2 separate regions of the Canis lupus genome follow, and region 1 is linked to region 2. A link is a contact called in public Hi-C data. All regions are on one chromosome and are shown on one strand. Each heading gives the region's core, a stretch centred on a gene start, on an enhancer-like site or on the middle of the called end of the contact. The rest is flanking DNA. Distances are from core to core; before and after follow the strand shown. Region 1 overlaps GLB1 (galactosidase beta 1). Region 2 overlaps GLB1 (galactosidase beta 1).

Region 1 (6,820 bases), core at 824-3,323, 40 kb after region 2:
CGGTTTAGTGGCGTCTTCAACCCAGGGCATGATCCTGGAGACCGGGGATCGAGTCCCATGTCGGGCTCCCTGCATGGAGCCTGCTTCTCCCTCTGCCTGTGTCTTTGCCTCTCTCTCTGTGTGTGTTTCTCATGAATAAATAAATAAAATCTTAAAAAAAAAAAAAAAAGCTCACTTCTCAGTGGGAATGGATTATAGGAGGGCAAGACTTGATTCAGGAATTCCTGGTGGGAAGCTATTGTAGCAATCCTAGAAGAAACTGCTTGGGAAAAAAAAAAAAAAAAAGAAACTGCTTGGGTACTAATGAAGTGAAGTGCAAGATTCAAACTGGGGGGGGGGGGCGGGGGGGGAAAGGCAGGGTGCCTGGGTGACTCAATTAGTTAAGCATCTGCCTTCATCTCAGGTTATGATCCCAGTGGGATCAAGCCCCACACCAGGTTCCCTGCTCAGCCGGGAGTCTGCTTTTCCCTTTCCCTCTGCCTCTCCCCCTGTTCCTTCTATCTCTCTCACTGTTTCTCAAATAAATAAAATCTTAAAAGAAAGAAAGAAAAGAAAAGAAAGAAAACAAAAAGAAAAGGCAAAGTTTGCTGAACATCCTGTAAGGTGTTCCAGAGAAAGCAATCAAGGAGGACCCCAGAGTTTGAGGCTACATGTAATGGGAGGGGTGAGTGTCTGAGGTAGGAAGGCTGGAGCAGGGCAGGCGGGGTGCTGGTGGGGATCAGAAGCTCTGTTTTAGACATGTTCAGCCTCAAGTACTTTCTAATCATCGAAAAGGAAATGGCCATCAAGTCTGGCACTTAGCAAAAATAAATAAATAAGTAAAGCTACATTCAGTGCAGTGGAATAATTTCCTCTATGTTGCCAGACCTAATGGCCATCCTATAGACGACCTGTGGGTCTTGAGTCTATACATAGAAGCCTGTACAAATTGGGAGGTGGGCTGCAATGCAAGTTAAAAGTATGTATTCAGGGGCACTGGGATGGCTCATTCAGTTAAGCATTGGACTCTTGATTTTGGCTCAGGTTATGATCTCAGGGTTGTAAGAATGAGCCCCACACTCAGTGCAGAGTCTACTTGAGATTCTCTCTCTCCCTCTGCCCCTCCCTCTGCTCACGCTCCCTCTAAATACATACATACATACAATATTTATTTTTTTATGATTTTATTTATTTATTCATGAGCGACACACAGAGAGAGGCAGAGACACAGGCAGAGGGAGAAGCAGGCTCCATGCAGGCAGCCCCATGTGGGACTCGATCCTGGGTCTCCAGGATCATGCCCTGGGCTGAAGGCAGCACTAAACTACTGAGCCACCCAGGGATCCCCTACATACAATCTTTAAAAAAAAAAAAAAAAAAGAGCATATATATTCAGTGCTTGTAATGGGAATGCAGAGGTGAGGTACCTGTCCCAGGTTTGGAGCTGTTGGGAAAGGACTCAGCCGGTAGGACTAACTCCGAGTGGATTGCCATGGGGGAGGAACTACCTTCTGCTCCCACGCTCCTCCAAAGCTGTTCTCACCAACACCACCAGCACCCACATGTTGATATGTCCCCCAGCCATTTCTCAAGCCTCGTCTTACTTAACATCTTGACAAGTAACATCTGACGTGAGTAACCACTCCCTTCCTGGAAACTCTTCTAACTTCTGTGTGAAATTCCTCCAGGGTTTCCTTTCCAGGCTTCTCTGTCAGCTTCTATGCTGCAGTCCTAGGACTTGATCCTGCACTCCCTTCTCACACTTCCAGGGGATGTGATCCTCATGGATGTACCAGCAACCAAATTCCCAGCTCCAACTAAGCACTTTTGAGACCCAGAGACCCACATCCAACCACCAGTGTGGGCCTGCCGTTGGCACTCTCACAGGCATCTCCAACTCGCTCCATCTAAAACAGACCTCTTCCTCCTCATTAGCCCTGACATCTGTTCTTCTGCTGGAGACATGGCCCCTGGAAAAGGAATGAAGCTAGGACTTTGGTGTAGCAATGGGGGTGGCGGGAAGGGCTCCTCCTTGAGAAATAACACCAGCAGCTGCATTTATTGAGAGCTTACTGCATGTCACTGTGCTGGGTGCTCACGTGTGTCCTCCTACTGAGTCATTTACAACCACCCTGAGAGGGGCACACACACCACTAGGCAGCACTGACAGGATCTGGTGACTGATTAGTAAAAGAGGAACTGAATACTGGAAAATGACTCTATGGTTTTTAAATTGGGTTTATAAACATCATTTCCTTTACTGAAAAGTAGCATGCTAATGCACCTTGATATGTATCAGTTAGCTTTTGCTGTATAACAAACCATCACACCTTAGTGGTTTAAAGTCACAGCCATTCATTCAGCTCATCACTGCAGGTATTGGCAAACAGGGCCATTCTGCTGCTGGTCTCAGCTGGGCATGCCCTTCTGGTCAGCACGGAGGCTGCGTTCCTGGATGTTAGCTATCTGTCCACTGAGGTGACAGAGGAGATCGGGCCATGTCTCTCTCATCATCCAGCAAGCTGTCCCAGACTCGTTCATATGGCACCTGGCAGTGTTCAAAGGAAGAATGCCAGCATGCGAGGCTTCTTAGGGCCCAAGTCGGAAATCACAAGTCACTTCTCCCATGTTGTTTGGCCAGAGCAAGTCACTAGACCAGCCAGGTTCAGGGGATAGAGGAACAGATTCTGTCTCTTGACAGGGGGAGCTGCAGAGAACTGTAGCCATTTCTGCAAACTGCCACAAGTCTTAGCACAGCTGACCCTGCTTTCATTCTGAATCTGATTTGCTTTTTAAACTTTTTTTGGCCTAATTCAATTTATGGTTATTTTTACCTCCTACAAATTCTATTTCCATCTAATTCATTGTTTCCTAGTCATAAGTCCCATAAGCTTGGAAACTAGATCATCAAACTTCTTTCCACCAATATATATTAATTTAGCACCAAAACAGGGTAGGGTGCCTGGCTGGCTCAGTCTATAGAGCATGCAACTCTTGATCTTGAGGTCATGAGTTCAAGCGCCAGATTGGGCAGAGAGCTTACTTTAAAAATAAATAAATAAAATTTTAAAATGTTTTAAGAATTTAGTAACAAAAATTTAGTGACAAACTTTAGTAACAAACAAATTAGGTATAAAGAAGCTCTGAGTTGAAGGGGGTGGTTCTCTTTGCAATTTTTAGCACATGTTATTTTGTAACACATATAAGGCTGCCTGGAATCAGGTTTTGCTCACCATTTCTTAGCTTTGTTCCAGATACATGAGACTGCATGATGCCCACTGTTAAATGAGGTGCTCCTAAAAAGGTCAAGCAGGGCTAGAACTTTGGGGCCTCAGAAGGAAAGGAATTTATGTGTGGGATTTGAAAAAAGGAAGAAGTGATTCATCTTTTATGCTAATGTTTTATGTTTTCATTGCTTTAATTCTAGTTGGATCTGTCATAAGATACAGAGAGATCATACAGTTATTTATTACTCCAAGACCAAGGAGGAAGCAGGGAGGGTGGTTTACATCAGCTGTAGACCCTTTTGGATCTAAAACAAGGGGAGAATTAATTTTTTCTCTGTGCAGTGCAGTGTGGTGAGATCTCTTTAATCATCTTATCTAAGCAAGCCCTTCCCTATTTTACCTTTTTTTAAAAAAATTCTTTTTCTTTTCTTTCTCCCAAATTAACATCTCAATTACTCATTTATCGTGTGTAATGGGAGCCTTTTAACCTTGAGAAATGGACCTTGGTCTGTTCCACTTTAAGTCCTCAAATTGTCTTTGACTTCTTTCAGAGTTTGACAAAGTCAGCATTCAATCAGAGTTTGTTGTTTTTGAAGGAACACTGGAGCAAATTTGAAAAATTTTAAACTGTGACTTTAAAACAGCATTGAAATTTTTGCTTTAAGTTCTTAGGAGAGAATTGTGTTTAGAGAACTTTTAAAACAGACAGACACACATTTGTCTGATTAACAAAGAAGCAGGTCACACATTTCCAGGAACCTAACATTTATTGGATCTATTATCACCTTGGTGATAATAGCAGAGTGGGGACTCCACCAGGGGTCAAGCCATGGTCAGAGAAAGTCAGACTTTGTCATAGAACTATTTTAATTGGGACAGCCCCAGGAAGCCCCAGAAGCCATTGGTATTCACCCTAGAAATGTTTGGCCCCAGTGGGGCTCTCTGTATTGAGAGTGAGTCTACTTTTATATCACATTTACTAACATGTGCACACTCTCCTCCTACCCCCAATAACTTTAACATAACTTTTTAAATAGAAACAATAATCAGAGTGAGTATATTTTTAATATAATTTTTTTAAGATTTTATTTATTTATGAGAGACACAGAGAGAGAGAGAGAGAGAGAGAGAGAGGCAGAGACACAGGCAGAGGGAGAAGCAGGCTCCCTGCAGGGAGCCCGATGCAGGACTCAATCCCGGGACTCCAGGATCAGGTGTCTTCCCACCCCCCCCCACCCCCCCCACCCCCACCCCCTGCTGAAGGCAGACGCCAAACCACTGAGCCACCCAGGGATCCCCGTTAATAGAATCTTTTTTTTTTTTTTTTAACTTTTATTTATTTATGATAGGCACACAGTGAGAGAGAGAGAGGCAGAGACACAGGCAGAGGGAGAAGCAGGCTCCACGCACCGGGAGCCTGACATGGGATTCGATCCCGGATATCCAGGACTGCGCCCTGGGCCAAAGGCAGGCGCCAAACCGCTGCGCCACCCAGGGATCCCTAATAGAATCTTTTTAAACATGATTCTTTTAAAGTAATTTTTTACAACTAAAAAATCACAGTGCTAATCAAGGAGGAATGCAAATATTTTATTTTTCTTCCAGTGAACAGGATTCTCTAAAATTCTTAAGGTTCTTAAGGTGGGAGCAGAAGAGCGTGGAATATTCTTTCAGTAGGACTTCAAGTCACCCCTTCCTTGAATCTCTTCCCAGGCAGAATTAATTATCAGCCAGTCTTCCCTAATAGGTGCCATTAGATTATATACTGAGTATCACTCTTCTGAGTGCTGGGAGTCTCATTGCGAACAAGATGGACAAAGTTTTCCCTTCATAGACTCTATGCTGGAAAGAGCAGATAAGCTAATAATCAAACAAATGATACAAATGTCAAACAATGACAATAAGTAGGAGGAAAAAAAGATCCTGAGGGGATAGTGTGTGACCTGTACAGAAAGGCACAGGATTGAGGAGGATGACCATGGCTCCTGTTCCCTGAGGAAGTAAGTGACGGTGGGGTTGAGATCTCTGTGATCAGAAGGCTTGGGATCTGGGAACAGTTACTGCAGGAGGGAGAAGGTGATGCATCCAGGTGACAGGGAGGAGTTCCGTGGGGATCTGAGTGGGCAAGGGGGACGGTAGCGCAGACGGGATGGGAAGGAAGTAGGCACAGGGGTCTGGGGAGGAGGTCGGAGGCAAGATCGCACAAAAATCGTCTGATTTTCATTTTGCAGCAGAGATGTTGTGGTCTGACAATGAAATGCCAGGTACCTCGCCGTTCCACAGCTGTGCTAGCCACACGTGGCTGTTGATGTTTAAATATAAATTGATGAAAAGTGAAAATTCAGTTCCTCTTCACATTAGCCACATGTCATGCCCTTGGTAGCCACTGCCATGTGCACACAGCTGCCACGTTGGGCTATGTGGAACATTCCATCATTGCAAAAAGCTCTATTGAACTGCAGTGCTTCAGAGCTGTGGGCCTGTAACCTATTCTTTCAAGATTCCTTGGAGGTTCTTTACAAATGCTTTTCTCCGGTCCTGGAAGGGCAACCAAGCCACCTTAAACTTCACTTAAGGCCCATTCTGTTAGGAGCTGGGAGTGGAGAGACATTTTTGTCCTGAAGAAGTTCATAGCTTTCTAGAATTAACCAAGGCCACACTGTCAGACTACAGTGTCTCCGATTCTCTCTGCCCTGACAGCTCTATTAGAGAAATCTAATAGCTTTATTAGTCTTCTAGAGAAAGTCATGATCAATGCTGTCTCAGACTCCTGCAGCCTCCTCACAGGTCCCCACACTTCTTTGATAAACTCTAGAACCGAGGCTCTGCCCAGCAGCAAGGTGGTCTACCTTTGAGTCCCTAGCTTCTCTCCAACTTCTACTTTTGTAGCTCATCGCACATTTGTGTGAGGTCTCACTCCTACTAGGGAATACTCATATCTCCACAGGCTGCACTGTGACAGGCAGGCATGACCCCAGACCGTCACTCCTCATTGCTGATCAAGGTGGATAGGATTTTTCTCCTAACTGCTTCCTTAATTCCGGACACAGCACCTCCTACTCTAGTTATTCTTTTCTACCCCAAATGATCACCTGTGGCCTACTGAGGGCCTTCTGCTCCTGTATGAACTCTGCCTCCTCGCCCACCCAGATAGTTCTCCAGTATGTGGGCATCTCACCTTGCACACCCCCTCTAGTTTTCCCCCATCCCAGAGTTATATCACTAAGCAGCCTTGCCATGTTGGTCAAGCTGGCCCGGGGGCTCTCAGAAGCAAGTCTAGCTGCCAGAGTGGTACTTTGGGGAGCTCACAAGGAGGGCTTTGGCACTATTGCCTGGTGAGGCAGCATGTCTGCAAGGCAGCATTTAGGAAGATGAACCAGACACGGAGGACCGAGGATAGGCTCAGATGCCCCTGGTTCCATCAGCCATGTGTCTGAGACAACCCTCCAGGAGCAATGGCCTCAGCTTCCCTTCCACATGCCCAATCTCAGGCAGGGTCCTCTTTTGACCAACTTTAACCCCAAACCCTCTGGCAAAGGGGATTCAGGGAAATGGTTCCGAGCTTTCCAGTTTGGCACAAGGGATGTGAGGGACAGTCCCTTAGCTACTCAAAA
Region 2 (6,942 bases), core at 1,774-4,273:
GGCACCTGGGTGTCTCAGCGGTTGAGCGTCTGCCTTTGGCTCGGGTTGTGATCCCGGGGTCCTGGGACTGAGTCCCGCATTGGGCTCCCTGCATGGAGCCTGCTTCTCCCTCTGCCTGTGTCTGCCTCTCTTTGTGTCTCAAATGAAGAAATAAATAAAATCTTTAAAAAATAGAGAGAATCAATTTTCACTTCCTTGGGCCTGCTGTCCTCCCCCATCAAGAATGCATGCCTCAAAAAAAAAAAAAAAAAAAAAAAAAAAAAAAAAAAAAAAAGAATGCATGCCTCAGAGCAGTCTCCCACCCTCAGGACTTTTGCCATAATTCTTTGTTGTGGAGGCTGACAAATAGGATGTTTAGAAGCATCCCTTGGCCCCTCTACCCACTAGGGTGCCAGCAGCACACCCTCCCCACCCTCCCCGCCCGGGGTTGTGACAACCAAAAATATCCGCAGACATTGTCATACGTTCCCTGGGGGGAAAAATAACCCCTGGTTGAAAACCACTGATGCTATTGAACACAGACTGAACACTGGTGATCAAGTACAAAAGGAGAAACGCCCTGTTTGACAGTAGATCAGTAAATGATGGTAAATCTTTATCCAGCATTTGCCCTCGTTGTTCCCGTGGACATTTTGCATAATGTGTCAAGGTGCAAAACTAATGCTATACCTGGTGCAAGTAATATGATACCAGTTTTGAGAACAGAGAACAATGACTTTAGAATGTATGTATGTGTGTAAATCTGGAAGACTAAGCCAGAGGGCACCTGGGTGGGTCAGTGGGTTAAGTGTCTGCCTTTGGCTCAGGTCATGATCTCAGGGTCCTGGGATTGGGCCCTGGGATCTGGCTCCTTCCCCGGGCAGGGGAGGGGGAGTCTGCTTCTCCTTCTCATGCTCTCTCTCATTCTCTCTCTCTCTCTCTCTCTCTCAAATAAATAAGTAAAATCTTAAAAAAAAAAAAAAAAGACTAAGCCAGAATGCTTACAGCACTTATTTCTGGGTAATAGAATTAACACACGATTTTCCTATTTTCTTTGCATTTCCCCCCATTTTCTAATATCTTACCATGGGAAGTTCTTATTTACATGACATTTAAAGTATCTATGATTCAGTACAGATTGCAACCCAAAGGTGACATGGTGGGTTTTGATTTTCCTTACTTTGGTGGAGCGGGAAGTAGTAGAAAGTAAATTTTTATGCTGAGTTGCTCTTTGAAAAATGAGCCTTGAGGATCAAGTGTAGGAAATATTTTTGGCAATCTTTGGGCCTTGTCCCACAGATGCTCAGGTATTGTCTGCAAACAAAAGCTTGCATGAGAATGAGTATATTGGGCCCTCCTGATCTCCCTGTCTCTTTTTTAATTTGCAGGTTGAAAATGAATATGGCAGCTACTTTACCTGCGATTATGACTACCTGCGTTTCCTGCAGAAGCTCTTCCACCACCACCTGGGCAATGATGTACTTCTGTTCACCACTGATGGGGCAAATGAAAAGTTTCTGCAGTGCGGGGCTCTGCAGGGCCTCTATGCCACAGTGGACTTTGGACCAGGTTGGTGTTTGTGATCACAGAAAACCCCACTCAGGCCATGCAGACATGGGCAGGTAACTCCGTCAATCGCTCTGGGCAGCTGGGTTTTAAGGGGGTAAATTGAACAAGATTTCTCAAACTTTACCAAGTAACAAAGTGGAATCATGAATAAAGTGCTCTTCCACTGCACAGGTGATTTTATTTAAGCTGATCTACCCTTTAAGGCAAGAGCTCCATTCTTAGCGCTGGTGAGCTCGCCTGGAGCCCTGTCTCCTAGGGCTGGTGCCAGGAGCTCTGCCTGAAGCAGTTGCCTTTCAGGGCTGTCACCTCAGGTCACCTGCTGGCCGGGTAGTGTGGACCTGTCCGTCCTGGAGTGCAGGGAACTTCCCTACACTTCCGTTCTCTTTCTGTGGAACTCAACACTGTGAACCGTGACGGCCTGCAGGTGGTTTGGTAGGTGCCACATAAGTTGTCTTCCCTGACTGGTTAGTGCTGTGTATGCTGCAGAGGCTCCACACATACAAGTTCTGGGGGTGGACAGCATGGCCAGGAAGCTCCCAGCTGTAACAAATGTTTTGAGAGCAGCTTTCATAAAGGACATGATGCCTACAGGCAGCATGTGCTCCTGTAAAGGATCCTAGATTGGACTTTTTTGCTTGCTTTCTACCTTTCCATGCTATGAAGGACATTATTGGGACAATAGAATTTTTTAAATCAATTCTGTAGATTATGTAATAGGATTGTATCCATGTTAATTTCCTGTTTTTTTTTTTAATATATAATTGTGTTTGTTTAAACATAGGGAATGTGCACTGGAATATTTAGGGGTCATCATGTCTGCAACTTACTCATAAATGGTTCAGAAAAAAATAAGTGTATTCAGAGAGAGAACCTGATAAAGCAAATATAGCATAATATTAACAATTTGGGAATCTTGGTTTTTAGGAGCATGAGTTCTTTGTCCTATTCTCACAACTCTTCTATAAGTTTGAAATTATTTCAAAATAAATGTTAACTCTTCAAGTAGCATAAAGACCCCAATGCCTTCCTGGCTGAGGTATGAGACACTCCACCCACATTGCACACCCAATAGTGGCTTTTTCTTGAGGAGGATGTACCTAGAACTGAAGTTGCATTTTTATTTATGTTTTTTAAGGATTTTATTCATTTATTTGCCAGAGAGCGAGCGAGCACAAGCAAGGGGAAGCAGGAGAGGGAGCGGGAGAGGGAGAAGCAGGCTCCCTGCAGAGCAGGGAGCCCAATGTGGGACTCGATCCCAGGCCCTGGAATCATGACCTGAGCCAAAGGCAGACGCTTAGCCAACTGAGCTACCCAGGTACCCCATGAAGTTGCATTTTTAAAGAGATTCCTCTACATTGGCAAAAAAGAAGAGAACTGGATTTAAGTGAATGGAGTGTTTCTAGAAACATAGTGCATTGCTGAGAGCATTAGGTGATGAAATAACTTGTCTACAAAGAGCAGCAAAGGAAGTGGCATGCTGGTTTCCTCCTGCTTTGGCACGCTTCCCATCACAGTGATGAAGAAGCACAGTATTTTTTGGTTGGGAGAAACATTGTGAAGGTTATTCTGAGTTTGTTGTCAGCACTATGTGAGTGTGGGGTGATTGCACAGTGGCTACAGCACTGGCTTGAAGGATAGAGCTCTAGAAGGCCCATGTACTCGAGGCAGGTGGGGCTCATGGCAGCTTCATTCATGTATGTGGGAGGGAGGCAGTGCCCAGGGTCAGGTCACGGGAGGAAGCCCATGAGAACAGAGGTGAGAGATCTGAATGCCACCTGATGCTTAATAGTGAGACATTTACAGCCATGAAATAAATGAGATTCCACTCCTGATGAGCATGTTCTCTCTTGAAATCTGGGCTTACAGAGAGCAAGGGGTTATTTGGGGTCTTGGCTGCTATCATTTCCACTCTGGGTACCTGTTGTGGGAAGTGGATCGTGAAGCTTGGGGCCAGGGTCTCTCCTGCCCTGGTCAGAGAAACGCTACCCATGGTTGCTCTGTCACTGAAGGAGAGGAGAGGTTCATCCCCTTTAGAAAGGGAAGGGGGAGAAAGAAGATACCAGGAGCAAGCCCACACACAGGCGTCCTGATGACTATTTAAAAAGGGCACATAGCCTGGAATGGCTCATGATGTACAAATTCAAAATCAGAGTATATGCTGTTATTGAGGTGTCAACACCATTAGACCATGTCCTTCCCTTTGCTTTGTTAATTACTGGGCAGTATTGTGCATGTGGTGCGGCCCAGGCTGCAAAGAAGTGTCTTCAAAGCAAACCCGTCCTATAGGGAACATCTAGCTCCAATGTCCATGTGAAAAGAGAACACAAAACACATGTCCAGGCCGTGGGGAAACTTGGTGGAGCCAAGCCTATGACATGATCTCCAGAGGCAGTGCAGTCAGGAGAGGCCAGGAAGATGGCTCAGGGAGGAAGCAGTGCTCCATGGCCCCCATGCATCGTCAGATGGCTGGCCAGGGTGCAGCCGACAGCTGGCTCAGAGGTGTCCCCACGGGCATGTGGAGGAAGGTGGGGCTTCAGGCTGAAGATCTATGAACTCCTTCTACTTCTTATCATTCCCATGACTGACCTTTCTTCTCACTCTCATAATTTCCAGGTGCCAACATCACTGCTGCTTTCCAAATCCAGAGAAAGAGTGAGCCCAAAGGACCATTGGTGAGAATTGGGGGTGAAGTGTGGGTTGAGGTGTGGTTGTTTGCACTAAGGGGGTAGGTCCTTACTTTTTCTAGCCGTGGGGTCAGCAGCTGATGGGATTGCGGGCGCATTGCCCTCTGTACACAGCCATGCTCTTACTGGAAACTGCGGCCCTGTGCTGGAGTGGAACAGATGGGGACAAATGTGACAGTCCTGCCATGAATCAGGCTGTGCTCTTGCATGCTTCATCCCCTTTGGTCTTGATGGTAACTCTCACAGGTAGTATCATTGACTCCATTTTCGCCAAGGCTCAGAGAATGTGTCACTGACCCAGGGTGGCACAGCTGGTGAGTAGCAGTGCCAGGATCTGAGCTCAGCACTGTGTTTCTTGAGAGCTCCTTGTGACAGAGCTTATCCATCTTTATTGCACTTATGAATCCCACGGGAATCTTGGTAAAATGCAGACTATGACCTACGAGGCCCAAGGTGGGGCCTGAGGTTCTGCATTTCTGACAGGCAGCCAGGTGAGCACAGGCTCTCTGGCATGCTGGACAGGCAGCCCGAAGGAGGAGATGATGACAAAGTCCAGGAAGATCTGTATAGTCATTCAGCCCTTTGCTCTCTGTTCTTCCCTTCTCTATACTTGCTCCTGTTGTTTCTTGGCACAGTTTGAGGGCTGAGGTCCATGCCTTTTCTTCTTGGATGGCAGTGCAGAACCTGCATTCACAGACTCTGGATGGAGCTATTTTTGAGACCCTGAGACAAGAAGGCCCCAGAACATGTCCAGATTTCTTCTTCCTTCTCTCGATGAAGGTTGTGGCAACATAATGCTCAAGAGAAACATGAAGTACTTGAGGCCTGCTTTGCTGAGTACTTGGACAGTCCACCTCACTTTAAGCCAATCTGAGATCTGAAAATCTGGATTGACACAAAGGGTGAACTTAGACCTGATCATTTCATTAAAATATTTTGCCACCCAATTCTTTTGCCCAACAAACTTCCCTGCCTTATTTAAAGTAGGATTTGGCTAACAAAATTTTGTGGCAGGTACAGCTTTTCAGGAATACCTGTATTGTTGGTGCCTAAAAAGTGATTCTGGGCAGTGCTGTTACTAGAATCTCTCATTGGTCCTCCAGCTTTGGGTTAGGCAGTAAATGTACAGATACTCCGCTCTCCACCTATCCTTCCTTCAGTAGAGTTGGTAAGGTGATGGTTACAGGGAAGTGGCAGCTTCGGAAGGTCATAAATCCATCCTGAGCTCCATGTCCTTTCCTCTTTTTTAGGTGAATTCTGAATTCTATACCGGCTGGTTGGATCATTGGGGCCAGCCACACTCAACAGTGAGGACTGAAGTGGTGGCTTCCTCCCTCCATGATATACTTGCCCATGGGGCAAATGTGAACTTGTGAGTGCTAATTGCTAGAACAGAGGGTACCCTCCACAGCTGTGGGCTCACAGTGAAATATGTTCTCTTGTTTCCTTGTAGGTACATGTTCATAGGTGGGACCAATTTTGCCTATTGGAATGGTAAGAACAATTTAACATGTGAAAGCATATGCTAGCATGTTTCTGGTGCTTGACTTGGGGGTACAGAGTACCTATAGACAATTTTTATTTTCTATTTTTGTTTACTCCTAAATTTCCTAGTATTATAAAAACTGCCCATATAATTTTTTATATCATAAAAAAGATTTTTTAAGGAACATAACTTGTACACTTAAGAAACATAATTTTTAAAAAATTTTTTTAAGGTTTGCTTAATTTTTTTTAGTACTCTCTACCTCCAGTGGGGGGCTTAAATTCACAACCCTAAGATCAAGAGTCACACGCTCTTCTGACTGAGCCAGCCAGGCACCCCAGAAACCTTATTGTTTTAAACCAGGTAGCTGGGCAGGTCCCATAGTCTCTGGCGATAGCTTACTTGTTCATGTATTCTGCTGTGATCTTTTTTTTTTAACATTTTGTTTTGTTGAGATATAATTCACATACTACAAAAATCATAATTTTAAAGTGTACGGTTTAGTGGTCACAAAGTTGTGCAACCATTACCAACATCCAATTCCAGAGCATTTTCACTACCCCAAAAAGAAAGACCTTACCAGGGGCAGCTGGGGTGGCTCAACGGTTTAGCACTGCCTTCAGCCAGGGATAGAGTCTCATGTCAGGCTTCCTGCATGGAGTCTGTTTCTCCCTCCGCCTGTGTCTCTGCCTGTGTGTGTGTGTGTGTGTCTCATGAATAAATAAATAAAATTTTTTTTAAAAAAAGAAAGAAACCCCTTACCAGACAAACTGCCCACTTTCCCTCCTCCCAGCCCTTAGCAACCACTAGTTTGTATTCTCTGTCTTTATGGATTTGCCTATTCTGGACATTTCCTATAAACAGAATCATACTATATGTGATCTTTTGTGATTGGCTTCTGTCATTTAGTGTAATCTTTTCTGGGTCCATCCACGCTATAGGATGTGTCAGTACTTTTTTTTTTTTTTTAACTGATGAATAATATTCTATTGTGTGGATATATAACATTTTTCTTATCCATTTGTCAATTGCTGGACATTTGAGTTGCTTCCACTTTTTGGCCCTTATAAATAATGTTGCTATGAACACTAACATATAAGTATTCATTTGAATCTTCATTTGAGTTCTTTTGGGTATATACCTAAGAACAAAATTGCTGGATCATATGGTATAACTAATCCTATGTTTAGCATTTGAGGAACTGCTGTGGTATTTCCCAAAATG

What was found. Hi-C and Micro-C count contacts between places; a contact is called where the count stands out from the background.
Region 1: a contact with region 2 is called in a Hi-C map of blood, with 2.3 times the contacts expected there. The contact joins two enhancer-like sites. A contact is called at or near these places in 2 of 9 Hi-C or Micro-C datasets (both in blood).

What each region holds. Positions count from the first base shown.
Region 1 is chr23:4,000,723-4,007,542 of UU_Cfam_GSD_1.0, forward strand. The region is part of intron 15 of GLB1 (galactosidase beta 1); the gene reads left to right. Among named protein-coding and RNA genes, the nearest start is that of CCR4, 37 kb to the right of the region's middle. Within about 2 kb of position 2,074, at least 2 of the 20 cell types and tissues checked have an H3K27ac peak or open chromatin away from gene starts, as enhancers often do. A contact at or near this core is called in blood, where this site is marked.
Region 2 is chr23:3,959,413-3,966,354 of UU_Cfam_GSD_1.0, forward strand. GLB1 (galactosidase beta 1) reads left to right here. Exons shown (of 16, transcript NM_001037641.1): 6 at 1,368-1,548; 7 at 4,162-4,220; 8 at 5,483-5,604; 9 at 5,686-5,726. Among named protein-coding and RNA genes, the nearest start is that of TMPPE, 34 kb to the left of the region's middle. Within about 2 kb of position 3,024, at least 2 of the 20 cell types and tissues checked have an H3K27ac peak or open chromatin away from gene starts, as enhancers often do. A contact at or near this core is called in blood, where this site is marked.